Linked DNA regions of Sus scrofa: all the other regions are linked to region 1. The links are chromatin contacts, called in public HiChIP or PLAC-seq maps. All regions are on one chromosome and are shown on one strand. Each heading gives the region's core, a stretch centred on a gene start, on an enhancer-like site or on the middle of the called end of the contact. The rest is flanking DNA. Distances are from core to core; before and after follow the strand shown. Region 1 has its middle 13 kb from the start of RUFY4. Region 2 overlaps TNS1 (tensin-1). Region 3 overlaps TNS1 (tensin-1).

Region 1 (3,246 bases), core at 262-2,761:
AGGCTCTTTAAGAGCATCTATGATCATTATTGGAGTTCCCATCGTGGCTCAGTGGTTAACGAATCTGACAAGGAACCATGAAGTTGCGGGTTCCATCCCTGGCCTTGCCCAGTGGGTTAAGGATCTGGCATTGCCATGGGCTGTGGTGTAGGTTGCAGACACGGCTCGGATCCTGCGTTGCTGTGGCTCTGGTGTAGGCCGGCGGCTACAGCTCCGATTCAACCCCTAGACTGGGAACCTCCATATGCTGAGGGAGCAGCCCAAGAAATGGCAAAAAGACAAAAAAAAAAAAAAAAAAGGAGCATCTATGATCATTACTGCTAAATGACCTCTGACCTGTCTGCCAAGTCAGAGACCCCAAGCCCAGGGCTCTCCCCATCCCTGTCCCTCATTCTGAGAGGGGATCAGAAGTGAGGCCCTTGGCCAAGCCAGTGAGTGAAGAGGTCAACAGATGACTTCAAAGGCGACTCTGCAGGGGCGAAGGAAACGGATGCTTACTGAGGGCCCTCTATGTGCTGGGAACCTTACATGTCAGCCAACTCCCCTCCCTAACCCTTCAAGTGGGTGCTATCATCCCCATTTTCCAGATGAGGAAACTGAGGCTGGTCAGTGGCAGAGCTTAGACTTGCAACCAGATCAGCCTGACCTCTGGTTCCACACTTTTCCACCACAAACGCTCCCTCCTTTTCTTGGCATGGGGCTATAAGCTCATCTATCCCCACCCCTCCTCACCCCTAATCCCTGAGCCCCAGAGCAGAGCTCCCAGACCAGCCTCAGTTCTCGGGATTCCGGAGTCCAGGCTGGAGAGCAACACAAGAGGGGAAGAGGTGCCAACAAGAAGCCAGTGCCACCTGTCCACTGTGTCCTACAGAGCTTGGTGTGTTCTGTGATACGGACTCTTCACCACAGCCCGGCAAGGTGGGATCTATTGTGCCCATTTCACAGATGAGGAAGCTGAGGTTCAGAGACACTCTTAGTTTGCCCAGGGCACCCAGCTGAGAAGCAGTAAGCTAGACATCACCCAGTTACCCGTCCCAGAGTCGCCAAATGCCTGAGGAGGGGCAGCGTTGAGTCACACAGGGAGCCCAGGGGTCTTGCAGGAGAAACAGAGAACCGTTCTTCCCTCCCCCATCCTGCAACGCCCCCCCCCACCCACCCACCAGTTACCTCCAACATACTCAGCCCCTGCTGGCTTTGCTGAAACGCCATTAAGAAGCAAGGGAATAAATTAGCCCTGCTTAGCATATTGAGTGGCTGGGGTTCAAGAGGCCGTCTGGGTGGCTCACGCATCTCAATGCAGTCTGCAGTGGTGGGGAGCTGATGGGGGCAGTGTGGGGGGTGGGGACAGTCTGGCCGGCCTGGGCCTGGTCCGACCGCCCACAGATGGCCTCAGCTCAGTGCCCAAAAGCACTTGCTCCAGCTCCAACTTCATTCCCCTAATGGTGTCGCAGCCTGGCTCGGCTCTCCGCACCCCGGCCCCGCACTCTGGCCAGCCCGGCCAGTCCCAGAGGACACCCAAGGTTAGCACGGGGGTAGTTTCAAGCTGCCCAGCCTCGCCTAGAATGAACTTTGAGGTGGATGGCTCTGCCCAGGGGGAAAAGGAGGCCAGTCCAATGAGTATTCCTGAAGGCCCCTGTGCCCAGAACCCTCACTGTGCCTCAGTTTCCCCCTCAGCGCCAAGGTACCTCAGGTAGGAAGGGAAGGCGGGGAGGGGGGCAGGGAGAGCAGTCAGAGCCCAGGTGGAGTCAGCCCTCTGCTCCAGGAACATGACTAAGCTAAAGGATATTAACTCAACAGCCAGGACCCAGCCTGAAGCCAGGCCCCGAGGCAGCCAGGCCAAGCAGGCTCAGGCCTGGAAGGGAGCAGGACAGCCTGAGACCCAGGCTGCTGGATCCTTCCAGATCCTTCAGTCACCTCTGGCTCCACCCTTCCCAACCTACCTCACACCCCAGGGCCAAAGGCCCTGTCCTCCTCTGAGGCTCAAGGCCCTGTGGCGGCCACCAGAATGTGCCTCCTGCAGCAGGAGAGGGGCCTAGCTACGCTTTGAAATCCCTCACTAGGCTTGCCAAGGCCCTGCCTCCCTCAGGCTGCCCCCACCAGTGTCAAGGCGATTCTCAGGCCATTCCTGGGGGTGAGACTTGTCACCTCTCGCTTCTTGATTTCCTTTCGGCTATGCTGAACTCTCCTTAGAGGGCACAGCATTCTAGGAGGTCCCACTCTCACTCCCTCTGTCTCCCCTCCACTCAGGGTCAGACTGGCATTGCCCCCTGAAGGTTCTCCCAGCCTCACCGGCTCCTTCCTCTCCCTCAGCATTTCCCCTAATAAAATCTTTACACATTTAATCCCATTTCATTTCTCAGAGGACTCAAATGAATACAATCACTCCGTAACCATGAAGAGAGCAACAGGAGCTACTCTTTATTAAACGCTAGCGATGGACCCCACACGGTTCAAAGTGCTTTCAAGGGCGGCGGAGGGAACCAAGGCACAGAGAAGTTACATGGTAGGCTCGGTGATGCACAGCCCTGAAGCGGCAAAGCCCAAAGCTGAATTTAGTTTAACCCAGAAGGCCACCTGTGTAACCACTCCTCCACACCGCCTTCCCTGTAAGAGAGAGGCCATCCATCCCTGCCTGCTTTAGGGGAAAGAAAGAGGCTGGGAGTTCCTGTCACGGCTCAGTGGTTAACGAATCCAACTAGGAACCATGAGGTTGCGGGTTCGATCCCTGGCCTTGCTCAGTGGGTTAAGGTTCTGGCATTGCCCTGAGCTGTGGTGTAGGTCGCAGATGCAGCTGGGATCTGGCATTGCTGTGGCTCTAGTGTAGGCCTGCGGCTACAGCTCCAATTAGACCCCTATCCTGGAAACATCCATATGCCACGGGGCGGCCCTAGAAAAGACAAAAAAAATTTAAAAATTAAAATATTTTTTAAAAAGAGGCTGGAATGATGGAGGATAATGTGAGAAAAAGAATGTATGTGTATACACACACACACATACACACGCACGCGTGCGCGACTGGGTCACTTCGCTGTACAGCAGAAATTGACATAACATTATAAATCAATTATAATAAAAATAAATAAAACAAACATTAAAAAATGAAATGCTGCTGACAGGAAAAAAAAGAAAAAGAAAGAAAAAAAAATACATACATAAGAAGTTCCATCATGGCTCAGTGATTAACAAATCCAACTAGGAACCATGAAGTTGCGGGCTCGATCCCTGGCCTTGCTCAGTGGGTTAAGG
Region 2 (3,055 bases), core at 389-2,888, 130 kb before region 1:
TGGCACCCCTCTGCCCAGCTCTGAACATTTCTCCTCCAACCACCAGCAGCCCCTATGCCTCTCCTTTAAAGCAGCAACACCGGTCATTCAATCCAAAGTTTTGAGACAAGAAGCAGCTGGGCGTGGCGTGTACCATCTGAGATCAGGGCTAGACAGCAAATCATGTTTCTGAGGACTCACTGCTCCTTGTCTGTTATCCTAACCCGCTCCCACCTCTAGGGTTGCTGACTTGTAGAAAAGTAGGCAAATGGACCCAAGCTAGTACCCAAAACACCCCAGGGCAACCTGATGGCACATGATGAAAGCGCGAGATCCAGTTCAGAGTCCCACAGCATCCTGCTGGGCAGCCTTGAGATTAACTGAATGCTCTGAGCCTTTGTAATATCGTAAGTAAGATGGGATGATCCTTATGAGCTTGTGTGAAGAGTACAAGGAATTATACGTGAGTTCCCATCGTGGCGCAGCAGAAACAAATCTGACCAGTATCCATGACGATACAGGTTCGATCCCTGGTCTCGCTCAGTGGGCTAAGGATACAGCGTTGCCATGAGCTGTGGTAAAGGTGCAGATGCAGCTCAGATCCCACATTGCTGTGGCTGTTGGGTAGGCCAGCAGCCGCAGCTCCGATGTGACCCCTAGCCTGGGAACTACCATATGCCGCACCTGTGGCCCTAAAGAAAAGCAAAAAAAAAAAAGAATTACGCACATGAGGCGCTTACATGTTGTTACTGTTACTACATCAAGTACAATTAAAAGGGGAAAGATACAAACACAACATTCACTCCTATGGAAAAGCAAAGCCCTGCATCAACAGCTGCCCCCCCACCCCCGATCCTTTTCAGCCACCTCACTCAATGCAGAATCTGACACCCAACCTGTCCATTCCCAGGCCCAGCCAGAGTCCTCTGAATTCAATGGCACTCTTCAGACAAACTCCCCGAAACCGGCCTTCCCTGACCATCAAGTTGCATCCACATCTTGGAAGAGGCTGGACCACAGTCCACCAAGAAGAGGAGAAACCGAAGCCACAGTGACTCACCCCCAAGTCCTGATGCCTGGCAGAGTTCACCCCTAGGCTCCGGGCTGGGCCCCTGGAGCCCCGAGAAGAGAAGCTCCCTTCAGCCATCTCCAGGCCCGGAAGCACCTACGAGGTGGGGGCGAGTTGGCTGTACAGCCCAGCTCCCAACTGAGCCCCAAGTCAGGGCAGCCCTGCTCAGAAAAGGGTTCTCCATCCAGCCTCTGGTCAGAAGGCTGTGGCCAGAGTCCCCTCTGCCTGGGCGGCCACCCAGCTCTGAACAGCTCAGCCTTGGACGAAGCAGCAGGAGGAAACAGCCAAGTGGGGCTGTCGGGGCGGAAAGTTTCTCTGTCGCCACAGCTCTCCTGGCCCTGAGGACTTGGGTTGGCATGAGTCAGGCTTTGGGGGTGGAGGAGGTGCGAGGGAGGGGGCGGTAAGGAGGGGTTGAGCTGTATTTGGTTTTCAAGACCCAAACCAGGCTGTTTCAAAACGACCCACCCAGAGGGACGCAGAAACCCAACACTCCATCCGTCTCCATTCTGCTGATCCCTGATGAGGAGCCACTGAAACTCCCCAGGCCCCAGGCCCTGCTCCAGGCCCCGGGGCCACCCTGCTATAAATAGCCCCTCGGGTTCCGGCGACTGCTTGATCCACAGCCATGTTTGGAGGAGGCCACCACAGCTGCTTCGAACAACTGGAAGCCACCACCAGAGCCAAGGCTGGAGGTGCGGCCAGGACCACGGGGCCAGGCTTAGGGAGCCGCAGGGAGACAATGGGATATTGAGACCGGCTTGGCAAGGGGACCTGGGAGCCGATGGGACCCTAGGGGAGCCTCCACGGGCACAGGGGCGAGAAGGATGCGCGGGGCGGGAGCGCCGGCTCCTGCTTCCCCACCCCTCTCCTCAATGTTACAACACTCCACATTCCTCCGCCTCCCCACCCCAAAAAAGCCAAGGAAGATAAATAAAAACTTGGCCCCAACCGAGTCTGGCCATGGCCACACTGCCTCCAGAGGTGATAAGACAAAGTCCAAGCCGGCTCTGCTCTGCCGAGCCAGCCAGGGAAGGGGAGGCCGGGGAGGAAGCTGCCCTGGACGGTGACCCCAGCGGGGAGGATGGAGATGAACAGCTGGACGGTCATCTCCCGATGAATCATTGGGCCGCCCCCTAACTGACAGGGCTTCCTGTTTTCTGCAAAGTTTGGGGGCATGTGACACTCGCTAGCAGAAAGCAGACGTGCACAGGTAACACGTCCGAGGGTTGGTGGCAGAGTCACAGGGAGAACCGGGGAACCACCAAGGGGCTGGGGGCGGGGGCGCATGAGTAACACAACCTGATGCTCCAAGAAATACAGTGACCTCACACACGCCAGGCGAGAGACAGCGCCTCCTGCGGCTGCCTAATCCCGAGGGCCTTTTTCAAGAGGGACACGGGCCTCTCTGCTCCCCATCGTCATGCACATGGAGTGGCACCAGCCGTGCGCAAGGTCCCTACGGTCTGTGAAGGCAGGTGCTCCTCCACGGAGCCAGGGTGAGAAGCAGCCACTTGGTCTCACTGACCCATCTGTCAATGGGTACAGCAGAGTCTCGGGTGATTTCTCTGCTCCATTTAGAGCCTCTGGGAAAAACCACCAGAGGGCTTTGTAAAGAGTACTGGAAAGAGTTTATTTCATCAAGGCAAGCAAGCTCTCTGGCTGCCTGTAATCCCATTCCTTTCCTCACTGGGGCTCTCAAAGCCCTTTACACACTCAGCTTTGAACTTCCCTATCCTTCCCCAGACAGGGATGGATAATAGGACTTTTGATCCACCTCCCTAGGCACCAAGAATCTGCCCTATCATCATCACCAACACACAGTCTTTCCTCTGCTTAAACGACACTGGGAAAGGAAATTCCACAGCCTTCCCCAAACAGTGTCTTACTTCTCTTATTATCGGGCAGTTCCTCCTGGTATCTAACCCTCACCCTTCCTGCTGCAGATTCAGCGAACTCTGTTGGCCTTGGTCCTCGCTGCAGGCGAGAGCTGCTGACCACTGCTCAGAC
Region 3 (3,333 bases), core at 101-2,600, 230 kb before region 1:
GGTCAGGGGTCACGCTGCAGCGTGACAGCCCCACGCCCGCTAGGGTCTCCATTGAGGAAAAGGGGGTGGCGGCACCCGAAGCTGTTAAAGCAGGTGCCGGGACCAAGAGACAGTCCGTTACCCATAATCCTGGGTGCTGCTGGGGCACAGGGCTTATCCCCCCTCCCTGCTGCCCTGTCACCCCCAACCCTAACTTCTTTGGACAAGTGTGCACAAGTGCAAACACAGGGGACACAGACAAGTTTACCTGTTTCTAATTCCAGCTGAGAGGCCAAGAGAAATCAGTGGGTGAGGAGGTAGGTGTGGCCATATATACACGCCACACCCACACCCACAAAGTGTGCATCAGCGGCAGAGCAAAGGGGCAGAGCAAAGGGGCCTTAGGTGCCTCGAGTGTGAGATACTTTCAAAAGCAAAAGGTTCCGCCACTGGATGTCCCATGCCGGCTCTTTTGGGTTTGGTGATCTACCCCAGAGGTGGCCAGAAAGAGGTTCTCTTGATGGGATTTCTCCTTGCCAGGAAGTTGGGTTAGGGAGAAGGAGCTTCTCTGTCCCCCCCGCAAATGTGGCTCTCCTAGGGGGGTTGCTTCTGTGTCCCTCGAGGAGCTCCATCCTCTTGGAGGAGGGGAGGGGGAGGTAGGTGGACCTGGTTAGATCTGGAGGCTCTGGGGGTTTTGCAGTGTCCATCTCCCTGGGGAATCTGAATTATTCTCCTCCATTTTTTCCTTCCTTCCTCTCTCTCTTCCCCCCTCCCCGTTCAATTCACTTCCCTCTCCCATGTTACACTTTCTTCTCTCCTTCTCCAAAATTGGCCCAAAGTCCTCCTTCTGGATTCGAGGATGGTCGGGATTCATGGGTCCCCTCCCCCACAGGCCCCCACCCCACTGCCCTGGCCCCGGGCAAGGGGTGGGGGTTCATCTCTTCTGGCCGGCACTCAGCATAACCTTGGAGACAAAGTTGACGATGGCAGAGGCCGGCTGGTTGGGGTCAAGCTCAGCAAAGAGGTGGCAGGCGTTGTCCGTGGTGCTGCCCTGCTTCCGGGCCACGAAGCCGAAGAGCCTGCAAGGGCAGAAGAGGGGTGGCAGGTGTGAGGAGGGGGTGGGAGGGACCCCAGGTGAGCAAGCTCATCTTTGAGCCCATGTCTCTCCCCCATCTTCGCCACCATCCTGAGCTCGGGGCATCAAGGGACAATCCTCGCTCCTCCATGGACAAGAAAACCAGTGCCTGGCGATGCCACGTTGCTTGTTCAGAGTCAGCAGAAATTGCCCTTTGGGGGGACAGGGGGAGGAGGTGCTGGAGGCCAATGACAAGACTGGACAGTGAGAGGTGGGGATAAGACCAAAAATAAAATGGAACATTCCCAGACCAGCGTCTCCTGGTTGGACCAGGCCCCACCCCACCCTACTGTTCTTACCCACAGCACATAAACACATGAATAAAATGCCACCTGCCTGTCAAACAGCTTGGCCTCCTCGGACACCAGAGAGGGTCAGGGAGACCAAAGGACAGGGGGCCACCCTCCCCTGACACACACACACACACACACACACACACACACACACACACACACACACATTTCTTCTAGGCTCAAGAGAGGGAGGGGGATGGGGACCCCACACCTGTTCCCCCCACCCCCACTCCCCACCCCAGGACGGCGGTGACCGAGCAGGCTCTGTGTGCAAAACAGAGTTAAAAATATGAGCACAGAGAACAGAATGTGAGCTCAGGTCCCCTCCCAGCTGGCACGTTGCTAATTAGAGCGGGATGGGGAAAGCGGGACAGCTGGAGATTCCGATGGAAACCCCTCTCCCAGGACTGGACCACAACAGCTAAAATTAGCAAAGTTGGGTCTGGCTCACCACCACGTGCGTGCACACGTGTATACACACACACACACACACACACACACACACTGGGCTTCCTACAGCTTTGCTCTCCCCACCTGCATCTCAGAGGCCTGGGGTTACAGTCTGCCCAAGTGGCAGGGACCACCCCCAGAACCCCCTGTCCAGGCTCCTCGGTGCAGTGGAGGGAGACCGTGGCTCCGAGCTGCCAGCATGACAGCGAGCCAACTCCGGTTCTGCCAGGACGGAGGGCCAGCCAACCTCTCAGGCCCAAACACCGTCCCACTGCCGCCTGCCCTCCCCTGATGTTTGTATTTCAGTTCTGTGGGTCCCAGGACCAACTCAACTGCAGCCCAAGTCCCTGCACTGCTTGGGATGTGGATGTGGGCGTGGACCCTCAGCATCCAAGGGCAGAGAGGAGCACCCACAAGCACCCGAGAGCAGGCACCTCCTTAAACTGGGGCCTTGGGGCATCTCACTGGCCCCACCCTGGTCCAGCCCTGAGCTCTCCTGGGCCTCCGCCAGGGCGAGTCCTGAAGCTGCTCCAGGGGTTTCCATGCCTGGGACCAGCCTGCTTTTGTCCCCAAGCACCTCCCCCTTGCAGGGCCCAGAAGTGAGGAAGGATGAAGTCCTTCAAACACGGCTGGTGACAGGGACTCCGAGACCCTGATGACCCTGCGAGCCCAGGAGGAGGCTGAGGCAGGAGAGAGGGAAGCTTTGAAATGACTGGACACGGGGGCTTCCTTTCAGCTGGGCCACTAACTCTTTGTGTGACCTCGGGCCAGGCCGGGTCTGCTGCATTCCTCCCACAGAGGCAGCGTCCACCGTGCTGATCCTGGGCAGTTCCACTGGTCTGGACCACGGTGGCCTCACTGGGCCTCCTCCTGGCTCTCCTCCTCCCTGCCTCCATCCTTTCCTTTCTTCATTACATCTTATTTTTCTTTTTAGGGCCGCACCCACAGCTTATGGGGAAGTTCCCAGGCTAGGGGAGCTGCAGCTGCCGGCCTACACCACAGCTGTGGCAACGCCAGATCCTCAACCCACGGAGCGAGGCCAGGGATCAAACCTGCATCCTCATGGATACTAGTCGGAGTCTTAACCCACTGAGCCACCACAGGAACGCCGCTTCATTAAATATTTATCAGCCCCTCCCACACAGCAGACACCGTCCTGCCCTCAGGGAGCTTGCAGTCGGGTTGGCCCCACGGCCCTGTCCCCATGAAAACAAAATCAGCTGCCCCTACCCCCACTCCCATTTTACCTATCACTTAAGACCTTTTTAAAATTGATTTATTTTTGCTTTTTTAGGGCCACACCTATGGCATATCGAGGTTCCCAGGCTAGGGGTCGAATCAGAGCTACAGCTGCTAGTCTACACCACAGCCACAGCAACGTGGGATCCAAGTTGCATCTTCAACCTACACCACAGCTCATGGCAACGCCGGATCCTTAAGCCACCAAGCGAGGCCAGGGATCAAACCCGCACCCTC

Evidence for each region. HiChIP or PLAC-seq counts read pairs in DNA pulled down with a chosen protein or histone mark.
Region 2: an H3K27ac HiChIP or PLAC-seq map of skeletal muscle shows a contact between it and region 1. The contact joins two enhancer-like sites. A contact is called at or near these places in 1 of 47 Hi-C or Micro-C datasets (embryonic fibroblasts) and 2 of 2 datasets of contacts at active chromatin or transcription factors (alveolar macrophages and skeletal muscle).
Region 3: a contact with region 1 is called in an H3K27ac HiChIP or PLAC-seq map of skeletal muscle. The contact joins two enhancer-like sites.

Annotation. Positions count from the first base shown.
Region 1 is chr15:120,179,005-120,182,250 of Sscrofa11.1, forward strand. No RefSeq gene overlaps it. Among named protein-coding and RNA genes, the nearest start is that of RUFY4, 13 kb to the right of the region's middle. Within about 2 kb of position 1,512, at least 6 of the 83 cell types and tissues checked have an H3K27ac peak or open chromatin away from gene starts, as enhancers often do. A contact at or near this core is called in skeletal muscle, where this site is marked.
Region 2 is chr15:120,050,068-120,053,122 of Sscrofa11.1, forward strand. The region is part of intron 5 of TNS1 (tensin-1); the gene reads right to left. Among named protein-coding and RNA genes, the nearest start is that of TNS1, 92 kb to the right of the region's middle. Within about 2 kb of position 1,639, at least 38 of the 83 cell types and tissues checked have an H3K27ac peak or open chromatin away from gene starts, as enhancers often do. A contact at or near this core is called in skeletal muscle, where this site is marked.
Region 3 is chr15:119,951,886-119,955,218 of Sscrofa11.1, forward strand. It overlaps TNS1 (tensin-1), which reads right to left. Exons shown (of 36, transcript XM_021075207.1): 36 at 1-1,058. The coding sequence ends at 914. Among named protein-coding and RNA genes, the nearest start is that of TNS1, 190 kb to the right of the region's middle. Within about 2 kb of position 1,351, at least 5 of the 83 cell types and tissues checked have an H3K27ac peak or open chromatin away from gene starts, as enhancers often do. A contact at or near this core is called in skeletal muscle, where this site is marked.